2 separate regions of the Danio rerio genome follow, and region 1 is linked to region 2. A link is a contact called in public Hi-C data. All regions are on one chromosome and are shown on one strand. The core of a region is the stretch at or near the end of the contact, and the rest is flanking DNA. Distances in the headings are between cores, read along the strand shown. Region 1 holds the start of bcl11bb (BCL11 transcription factor B b). Region 2 overlaps ipcef1 (interaction protein for cytohesin exchange factors 1).

Evidence for each region. A called contact is a pair of places that touch in the nucleus more often than the background predicts.
Region 1: a contact with region 2 is called in a Hi-C map of an unstated tissue, with 2.7 times the contacts expected there. The contact joins the promoter of bcl11bb here to the enhancer-like site in region 2. A contact is called at or near these places in 2 of 18 Hi-C or Micro-C datasets (caudal fin and an unstated tissue).

The regions. Positions count from the first base shown.
Region 1 is chr20:4,536,630-4,542,309 of GRCz12tu, reverse strand. bcl11bb (BCL11 transcription factor B b) reads right to left here and starts at 1,611. Exons shown (of 3, transcript XM_073934038.1): 1 at 1,430-1,611. The coding sequence starts at 1,475. LOC137488609 (a long non-coding RNA gene) reads left to right here and starts at 1,684. Exons shown (of 10, transcript XR_012396325.1): 1 at 1,684-1,795; 2 at 2,218-2,255; 3 at 4,669-4,753.
Region 2 is chr20:4,411,010-4,416,111 of GRCz12tu, reverse strand. It overlaps ipcef1 (interaction protein for cytohesin exchange factors 1), which reads right to left. Exons shown (of 9, transcript NM_001076758.1): 9 at 2,579-3,368. The coding sequence ends at 3,135. Among named protein-coding and RNA genes, the nearest start is that of tiam2b, 17 kb to the left of the region's middle. Within about 2 kb of position 3,356, at least 18 of the 62 cell types and tissues checked have an H3K27ac peak or open chromatin away from gene starts, as enhancers often do.

The DNA of each region.
Region 1 (5,680 bases), core at 362-2,861, 130 kb before region 2:
GCTCCGGTTTCCCCCACAGTCCAAACACATGCGGTACAGGTGAATTGGGTAGGCTAAATTGACCGTAGTGTACGAGTGTGTGTGTGTGAATGTGTGTGTGGATGCTTCTCAGAGATGGAAGGGCATCCGCTGCGTAAAAACTTGCTGGATAAGTTGGTGGTTGATTCCGCTGTGGCGACCCCGGATTAATAAAGGGACTAAGCCGACAAGAAAATGAATGAATGAATGAATGAATGAATGAATTCTATCAAACTGTAATTTAAATAAATGAGCAATTCCATGCAAATGTCAACCTTACCATGACAAAAAAAAAGTTTTCACCAAAATACGGACACCGTTTCTAAGTTTTTTGGGCAAGTAAGTATTTAACAGTACTTTAGAAATAGTCAAAAATGTCTCTATTTTTCAAGTTTTCAAATTATTATAATTGATTTATCAAAGTCACACAAGTGGCAATTTCACATCGGTCACATCCACAACGGAGAGATGTCACATCCATAATGACACTTTTTCCTTGTAGATGAAAAAATATTCAATTAAATAAAGTTAATAATTTATGCTATATAGAGAGACATCTTTTATACATTTGATTAGCATTATTGCTTTCGGGTTGTGCAGTTTAATTCACAGAATTTCAACAAAGCATGTTGTATACTGCGAACCCGCATACTTTTTTGGTCACATCCATGACGTATGTTTATTTTGCTCATTTAAAGTATAAAACATGTTTACAGAATGATATTTCTCTAGTCCCTTATCACTGTGGTTAGTCGTTCTGAAAATTATAAACAGATGGTTCAATATAATGTTAACATTTACTGTCTATGTGAAGTTATGTTTTTAGTTTTTACTGCAAATGTCACATCCATAGTGCTGGAATTGCTCAAATATATCTTAGAAATACATTTACTCTTTATCTTATTTCTATTAAATTAAAAAAATAATAAAAAGTTTATTCTTTCATTATTGTGTTTTAGACATTTCCTTATTATTTGCTCCATATTTTTTTCTAGGTCATAATGTTCTCATTTTCCTGTCTGGTGTTTCATTTTATACAAAGAACTGAAGAGTTGTATTTCCAACTCTTAAGTCTTCATATGATTTATTTATTTCCATTGCTCCTTATTATTCTATAGAGGTAAAGCTGGTTTTATATTGGCACATTCAGACTTTCTCCTTAATTATAGCTATCATTTCAGAAAAGTATTACTAGCAAATTCTAAATATAGTGAAATCATATTCGCAGCCAATAAATATCAAAGTACAACATTGTTTACAGTGAACTAAATAGTGGTGATGTTGTTTTCAAGTCACATTCACATGTGATTCAGACCCATATTCAAATTAGCATATAGATAATATAGGGATCGTTAAATGAAGGAATGTGCGAATATAAAACCAACTTTACCTCAATTCTTCCTTTACTCACCTTTCTTTGGGTGATGTAAACCATCTTCCTCCATCCTGTCCGCCATCAATTTTTTCACCAGGTGTTTGATTAGCTTCACCCCACTCTTGCAAATGTGTTTTGGTGTTTTTGGTACAAAAAATGTATAAATGTGCAGAAAATCTGCCTTATCAAGGAAATTAGGAATGAAGAAATGTATAGGCAATTATATTTAGCAATTATTTAAATATAAGAACAGGCTGAGCAATTAATGCGCGTCACAAATGCGTCATCACGATCGTTTTTTCACCAACTAAGCCTACAATGAGTCCACATTAGACGTCTTCAAACTCTGCTCAGCTTCCCCCAGAAAAAAAAAATGTTGTATTTCGTGTGTGTGGACTACAGGTAAAGGTGGAACAAATGCTTTCATATTTCTCTGGTATAATTGAAACGCACTGTAACGCTGTGATAATCTGAAATTGGTATGGATAACAACAGCCGTGCGCCATCCTGCTGTTTTAGTCACTCAGCATCCAAGTTTAAACACTAGTGTTTCTTACAGTCTACGTTTTAAACATTTGGATACAAACTTGGACTCGTTAATGAATATTGATGGGAGATATGAAAGTTATTAGAAGTCCGAAACAGCTGAATCAAATGATTTGTAAAATGACTCTTTTGAAGTGTTTGAAACACCGTGTGGTTTGTCGACATCTGCAGGTTAAAACTGTGTAAATGCAACCAAAGCTGAACCCAATGTCTAGCAGCAGTAACTACTTGATAACATTTTCAAACGTTACTGATTATTTTTCTCATTTTACCTGCAGACCTGATGCTGAATACTGTCGGATGGGCTTTGAATTATGTAAGTAGCCTAACACAACTTAAAATCTCGAACATTTGGGGAGATGTAAACAATGGTCAAAAGGGAAACACAAAAGGGAACGTTGGTCCCCACGTAACGTTATTTCCTGTTTAACATTTTTAATTTCTATAGCTTCCGAGAATCCAAAAAGAGCCACATATTGATAAATAATGTTATGATAGCTGTAACATTAAGTTATGATTGAAAAAACAACTACTACAGTATGGTTACAGGTTCCAAGCTTTCTTGTTTCTTTGAAAAAAGTAAATGATGACAGAATTTATATTTTTGGACAAGAGCAAGACTCAAACGTTGAACAGTTATTAGCCCTTACCTGTAATTATTTTTTAAATAATATTTCCTAAATGGTGTTTAAAAGAGTAAGGAAATTTTCACTGTATGTCTGATCATATTTTTTCCTCTGGAGAAAGTCTTATTTGTTTTATTTCAGTTGGAATAAAAGCAGATTTAAATTTTTTATGGATCATTTTAAGGACAAAATTATTAGCCCCTTTAAGCTAAACTTTTTATCAGTAGTCTACAGAACAAACCATCATTATACAATAACTTGCCTAATTAACCTAACCTGCCTAGTTAACCTAATTAACCTAGTTAAGCCTTTAAATGCCACTTTAAGCTGTACAGAAGTGTCTTGAAAAAATATCTAGTCAAATATTATTGGCAAAGATAAAATAATCATGGCAAAGATAAAATATATCCGTTAATAGAAATGAGTTATTAAAATAAATATATATATATATATATATATATATATATATATATATATATATATATATATAAACGATAAACATACGATAAAGATAATACAGTGCTATTTAACATTTGATCAACCAATTTGTGCCTGAATACTATAGACTTCCGGAAAACCATGCTCTTCTTTTTTTTTTTTTTTTTTTTTTTTAAATGTCTATCTTTGTTCTGTATTTGTCAATGCTTGTGGTTGATTTATTGTATTTTATTTAGATGCACTCCCCTAAAAACCATCCCAGTCAATCTGAAATTATGAACTCTTTCCAAATAAAGCCATTCATTTCATCTAGTGAAAATATACTCAATCGATCCATGTATCGCAGAAAAATAATACAATGTCAGTTTTTTTACTTTTTATTTTTGACCAGACAAATGTGACTTTTTATTATTGATTATCCTACTTAACATCGAACTGACTAGCAGCTGCAAAACATACTTTAACACTCTGTCACAATAAATTCAAGTTTAATTTTTCTTCAGTTTAATTGATTAGATTATCTTATTGACTATGTTCTGGCCTGCTGTCTAGTGGCAAATATCTTTTTTAACCCATTGTCGGATTTGCGGTATTTTCCAATGCCTGTTATAAAGGCAGTATGAGATTTACCTGGGAAGAAATAAAGAGCGCAATAACGTGCTTTGTGCTATATTTGTTCTGATTTTATTTAATTTTTATTACATTTTATGCTCTCATTTCCTGTACTTTTTATCTCAGTGAAGGGACTGAAACATGAATATGAATGGTCACTGAAAATGTGCAAAATCCAAAGAGCTCTTGGCATTCTTTTGCACTTTAATAAGATGTTTCCTTTTTGGCCCTTAAATTTCAAATAAAAAGGGAGACAAAAGAAATATCATCACAAAAGACAGGAGAAAACATCTCTACACAGACTCTTAACATCTACAGTTGAAGTCGGAATTATTAGCTCCCCCATTTAATTTCCTCAATTTCCACAATTTCTGTTTAATGGAGAGATTTTTTTTTTCAACACATTTCTAAACATAATAGTTTTAATAACTCATTTCTAATAATTGATTTATTTTATCTTTGCCATGATGACAGTCAATAATATTTGACTACATATTTTTCAAAACACTTCTATACAGCTTAAAGTGACATTTAAAGGCTTAACTAGGTTAATTAGGTTAACTAGGCAGGTTAGGGTAATTAGGCATGTTATTGTATAACAATAGTTTGTTCTGTAGACTATCGAAAAATATAGCTTAAAAGGGCTAATAATTTGGACCTAAAACGTTTTTTTAATGTAAAACTGCTTTTATTCTGGCCAAAATAAAACAAATAAGACTTTATTCAGAAGAAAAAATATTATCAGACATACTGTGAAAATTTCCTTGCTTTGTTAAACATAATTTGGGAAATATTTAAAAAGGAATAAAAAATTCAAAGGGGGGCTAATAACTCTTTCAACTGTATGTGTATACTTTTAGTGAATACTTAATATAATATTTTGCCAAAGCAGGATTCAAGTATTGCTGCATTTGTCATGTTAATTTGTCAGTTATATTGAATAAACAAACAAAAAAAATTCAATAAAGGATTTGAAAACTGAATTCTGCTTTAGTGTTGGAATGTGATTGATGTTTTGGTTTATTGTCTTGATGTAGTTTGTCGTGTTTACAGTGAACTGAAGAGCTGATGATCATTTCTGCCCTCTAGTGGAATCCACACACTGCTCCATCTCCGACAGGACTCCTCAAGAAAGAAGGTATGTTTACATTAAATTGATGTTATAGTAGGGTAGAGCAGGAGTAACCTACAGCACAATAGCACAATGCTTTCATTATAAGAAATGCAATATATTAGTTTGTTGTTATCAAGTGTTTGTAATGGAATATTCACTTAGACAGTAGGCAAAGGCCTACTGATCCTTGGAGATCTTTTCTCCTGGAGATACTGACAAAAAAAAGTAAATGGAAAAATCTTACATATACCTTAGAAACAGAAAATATAGCAGAAATTTTTGACGGTTTCAAAACCTTGACTTTTGTAAACTGCAGTATACCTTGAAAACGGTTAAAGTCCCATGCCTAATAGTCAGTAACATTTTCAGGGTTTGTGTTTAAAAAATTGATTCTGGCAATTACAGACTTTTAATATTAATAATATACTGTATAGTGATGTTTATTACACAGATTTTTCTCCGTTTTAGCAAATTACTTTTAAAACAATGATGGCAGCGTAACAAACTTTGCATAATTAAGTGAAAATTACAATTAATATTTTTTAATAATAATAATAACAATAATAATGATAATAATAATAATAAATAAATAAATGAAGCCTATACCAGCTACTTTAAATATAAATGTATAAATTAGCCCTACTTTAATATTTATACTTTTTTCTTTTAGTGGGATTTGTAAAAAAGTAAAGGCTTCCTAAGATCAATATTATTAGCCAATATTAACTTTGTTTTTATGTTTATTTGCTTTTGTGTGTGTTCACTTATTTATTTATTTATTTATTTATTTATTTATACGCAACTAATTAATTGCAGTTTCATGTCAATATTTGTAGTTAATAATTTAAAAACGGTTGATATAATTCACTAAATATATTAAAACCGTAAAGAAACCCAATTTTATGTAGAATCGACAATCAACAAAGAGGGAATGATGTCCAAATAATTTTT
Region 2 (5,102 bases), core at 2,107-4,606:
TTAATAAATTTTGAAATGTGTTTATCATGTACTTGACATATTTCATTTCTCCGTGTACCACTAGAAGGAAGCCTGCGTACCACTAGTGGTACACGTACCACAGTTTGAGAACCACTGATCTAAGACAATTTATTACCAGATTCATTTTGGGTTTTATTGTTGTATGTCAATATTTCAAATGCTATATCTCAAACATCTGCAGAAAAATAAAACCTCCCTGCTGAGAAAAAACAGCTTAAACCAGCCTAGGCCGGTTGGCTGGTTTCAGCTGGTCGACCAGGCTGGTTTTAGAGGGGTTTTGGCCATTTCAGGCTGGTTTCCTGCCATTTCCAGCCTGGTCTTAGCTGGTCAGGCTGGGAGATGACCAACTAAAACCAGCTTGACCAGCTTAGCCAGGCTGGGAGCCCAGCCTAAACCAGCTATGTCCAGCTTAAACCAGGCTGGTCAAGCTGGTTTTAGATGGATTTAGCTGGTCATTTTCCAGCCTGACCAGCTAAGACTAGTCTGGAAATCATTCTTATGGCCAAAACCCTTCTAAAACCAGGCTGGTCAACCAGCTAAAACCAGCCAACCAGCCTAGGCTGGTTTAAGCTGGATTTTTCAGCAGGGCGTTATTTGTTCTTGTTAATGTTATATTTCAAACAGGTGATGAGCGTAACACTGAACAACTATACATAGCTGTTCTTTATGTTTTAAGCTAAATGTTTATTCATATTTGTAATTGGGAGTTTGAGACTGTGTTAGAATCCATATGCAGAAGTTTATTTATGGGATTAGACAGAGACATCAATGGGTAAACAAGCAGAAAGAGTTGGCAACATGTAAGCAGTCCAAACCAAACAACAAACGGGCAATTCCTGGAGACATAGTAGTAATTCAAGCAGAGGATCAGTGCAATGATCAGTCCAAAACAGATCAAGATACACAGGGGCAAATTCAGAGGATGTGGTGAAAAGGCAGGCAAAAGTTCAAGGCAACAGTGAGCAGAAAAGGGCAAGAGGGCAAAAACAGATAACGTACTTGATCAAGGTAGGCAGGATCATACACAGTAAAACAGTCATGAAAGTCACCTGGAGTAACGCTTGGTAATGCAGGTAAACTGGCAATACTTGGCAAGGAAGCATGGCCTGAGCTCTTGCTGAAATACAGCACAAACAGGAAGTGACTGCAGAGGGAGCGGAGCTAAGTCAGTAGTTGGATGAGGGCTCCCTCTGCTGGCGTGGCGTTACAATATTGTTCATTCAAGTAAGTCTTTTTTAAAGCCTTTTATGAATATTTTCTAGCTTTATTTATGGTATTAAAATTCATTTTATATGCAATTTTCATTAATCAAAATAAATCAAATTTTAGTCTATATTATGTTAAGCATTCTTCTTATTTTCAGCTGTGTAATCTCTTCAGTCCTTTTGTGAATGAGCATTTATCTAAAATATTGTTTAACTGACACCCACCGGCCACTTTAATAGGTACACCAGTTTATTTAACATGATAATGAGTTTACTTACTCAAATGGCCTCCACAGTCACCAGACCTCAATCCAATAGAGCACCTTTGGGATGTGGTGGAAAGGAAGATTCACATCATGGATGTGCAGCTGATAAATATGCAGCAACTCTGTGATGCTATCATCTCCGAGGAATATTTTCAGTACCTTGTTGAATCTACGCCATGAAGGATTATAGCAGTTCTCAAGGCAAAAGGTGGTCCAACCCGGTACTAGGAAGGTGTACCGGTAATATCACATGGAAAGATAATAACAATATAGTTATTTTCTTCTTTTCTATGAGTCTCTATGCATTGTTTTTTTGTCTCATGTTTTTACTTTGTCATGCCAGAGATACTGCATTGTTTACGTTTTGAGACTTCTTTTTTTTTCTCTCCCTTTCGCAGAAATCTCTATATTTAGTTCTCACATGTCAAATTGGGTTAAGAAAGTGAAAGCGGACTCTTCTCACAGATAAACAAATCATTCTCTTTTCTCAGAATTGCCTTCATTCCTCTCAACAATGATCTTTAGGAAAGGGCTGTCAAGCTGGCGTTAAATAAACTTATGAAGTCAGTTTTCTCACAAAAACAACCACATGTAGGAACTAACAGATTTTATCACAATTACCAGAGCCACCAGCCACAAATATATTAATATTTTGATAATTTGGGTGCAGGGGGGCCAAGCACACCATTGTTTTTCTTGTGAAATTCCCAATAAGCTTGATGCGTCAAATGAACCTCTTCCTATTGAAAAAACAAAAGTTGGATCCAAGATGGCCGACTTTAAAATGGCCACCATGGTCACCACCCATCTTGAAAAGTTTGCCCCTCACATATACTAATGTGCCACAAACAGAACATTATTATCACCAACCATTCCCATTTTATTAAGGTGTATCCATATAAATGGCCCACCCTGTAGAATAAGATCTACTTTATAAGTACTAATATACAGTTAATAAGCAGGTAATAAACCTATTAAATAGTGAGATTTCTTTCACATTTTGAAAGAACCAAAAAAAAAACAGGCATTTTTATTTCCTTTCGCACACTTTCACCATGAATGAATAATCCAAAGAGTAAACATCTATACAGTTGAATCACAGACATTTAAACAAAAATGTACAATACTTAACACACTTGTCTGTACAGGTATTTGTAAAATCCTAAAATATGTACATTTAAAAAAACAAAGACCACGTTAAAAACAGGTCAATTTTAAACTCCTAAAAAGATTTTAGGGGAAAAGTTGAGAAAACGGAGCGTAGATTTCATACAAGAACACAGGGACTTTAAATACATACTGTATGAGGGTGAAAATGATGTAGAAATATTACCGTGACATGTTTTAAAGTCACTAATGTTCCACAAGTTATCATATTTACAATTTTCAACCCCAAAAAAGTCCAAAATCCTATTTAAAACAACGGTTTAACTGGTAAAGCATTACAAACACATCTTATCAAGACAATAAATGATGTGAACAAGCAAATAAATAAGTTTAAAACGATCCCAAATAATCAAAGAGAGGAGTTTGGCTCTGAAATTTAGAGAAAACTGACCAACCATCGTTTTACTTCAGTTCCTCGATGTGTATCTCCAGTGTTGAGGAGTGTTTGTTTGAGTGTGTAACGGTCTTGTGGTCTTCACAGGCTGGTCTCTGTGTAAACGCGTGCAGCAGGGACAGCAGTGTTGGGGCCGTACAGCGACTGGCGCTGCGGTCGAGTCTGAACCATCGGTTTCTCCACATCGCTCTTGTGTTTCTCTCCGATCTCCTGCAGCAGGAGCACATTCGCGTCTCGCCACTGTCTGTATTTAGATCCGTTTAGAGATGGTTCACTCAAAACCTGCTCGATGGCCTGCAGATCGGCCTCCTTAGCCTGAAACCCCACACGAACACACATACAGAGACAGAGAGAATCACATGCTGGTTAGTTTAAGCCAGGGGTCGGCAACCCAAAATGTTGAAAGAGACATATTGGACCAAAACAAACAAAAAACAAATATGTCTAGAGCCGCAAAAAATGTAAAGCCTTATATAAGCCTTATAATGAAGGAAACACATGCTGTATGTATCTATAGTAGCTATTTTAGCCTACTATAAAAATGACTAAGTTGGCTACAAATACATAATGAGCCTTCATGATTCAATAGCCACTGAAATCAGGTGGTTGGTGTTTATTTTGTTGTCATTTAAACACTTCAGCACAGCCTCTGGTCTTTCAGTGGTATTAATTTGATCATTTCTTCTTTCGGCCCATCAGAGTTCACATACCTGCATAAAAGCGCATTGAATATCGGTCACATCACAGGCAATTGAGTATGCTGGCACTGAATTAATGTCCTTGGTTTGCTGATCTGTGATGTTACCTGCCATTTTAATAGCCCTTTCCTTCACTGTCTTAGCGGAGAGAGGTATATCTTTAATTTTTGTTTTATTTTGGTTTTGAAGTCTGCAAATAGGTGTTCTAATATGATGATGAGACTCCTTCATGTAGTCACCATCTGTGAACGGTTTTCCATGCTTTAATATCTCCCGGTTTGTTTACAATAGCCACCTGCCTGGCATCCCGCCCTGCTGATGGAAACCTGTGTCGCAGGCTATGACGCAAATCTTCGTTGACAGAAATGTTGAAATTAAATATTAATTCTACACACTTTTACAGCATTTGAAAACGTTAAAAGTGTGTGTCCTCCTATAGAAATCATATTAAAACAAAAATATATACTAACCTTCCCCATCTTTTTGAACATTTTTGAAAAAGCTCCAGGGAGCCAAAAGGGCAGAGCTAAAGAGCCGCATGCGGCTCTAGAGCCGGGGGTTGCTGACCCCTGGTTTAAGCCAAGCATGGTTTTGGTTCATCAATGCTGCCATCTAGTGTCTGTAGACTTGCTGGAAATAAAAATTGTAGCTTGCACCATGTATATATTTTTTTTGTATTTTGACATGTATGGTTGTGAAGCAACATAAGGTGATCAAACACATTTTGGAGAAAAAAAACACACTCAGGTTTAAAGGGATAGTTCTAAGTTCTAAGTGGTTCTAAGTTGTTCATGCATTTAAAACCAAAAAGTTAACTCAACTTTAAATTATAAGGCAGCTTACAGCAGAGCTTTTTTTTAGTTGACTCAACTTAAATAGAGTCAAGTGGAGTACTTGGGTTAAAAGTTGAATCAATTCAAAGAAGCTGTACAGCAAGTTTAGTCAATTTCTTTTTACAATGCAAAATTTTTTTGCATTGTTTCTAGGCCAAATATTAAAAAATATCTTAAATAAAGCAGCATTTTTTAGACAAGCAAGCAAAATTGTCTTGTTTTAAGAAATAATATTGCAAAATTAAACAGGTTTTCCCTTAAAATAAGCAAGATAATCTTGTTTTTCCTGTTGACATACCATTATTTTGCTTACCTGGCTTGTTTTAGGGGAAAACTCAATTTTCACATATTGTTTTCTTTAAGAAAAAGACATTATGCTTTGCTTGTCTAGAACACAAGACTAGAAATTAAACTAGAAACCAGAAGATTTTCTTTGCACACTTTACAATCTACAGTGCATCTGGAAAGTATTGGTAGCTCTTCACTTTTTCCACTCATGTTTATGTTACAGCCTTATT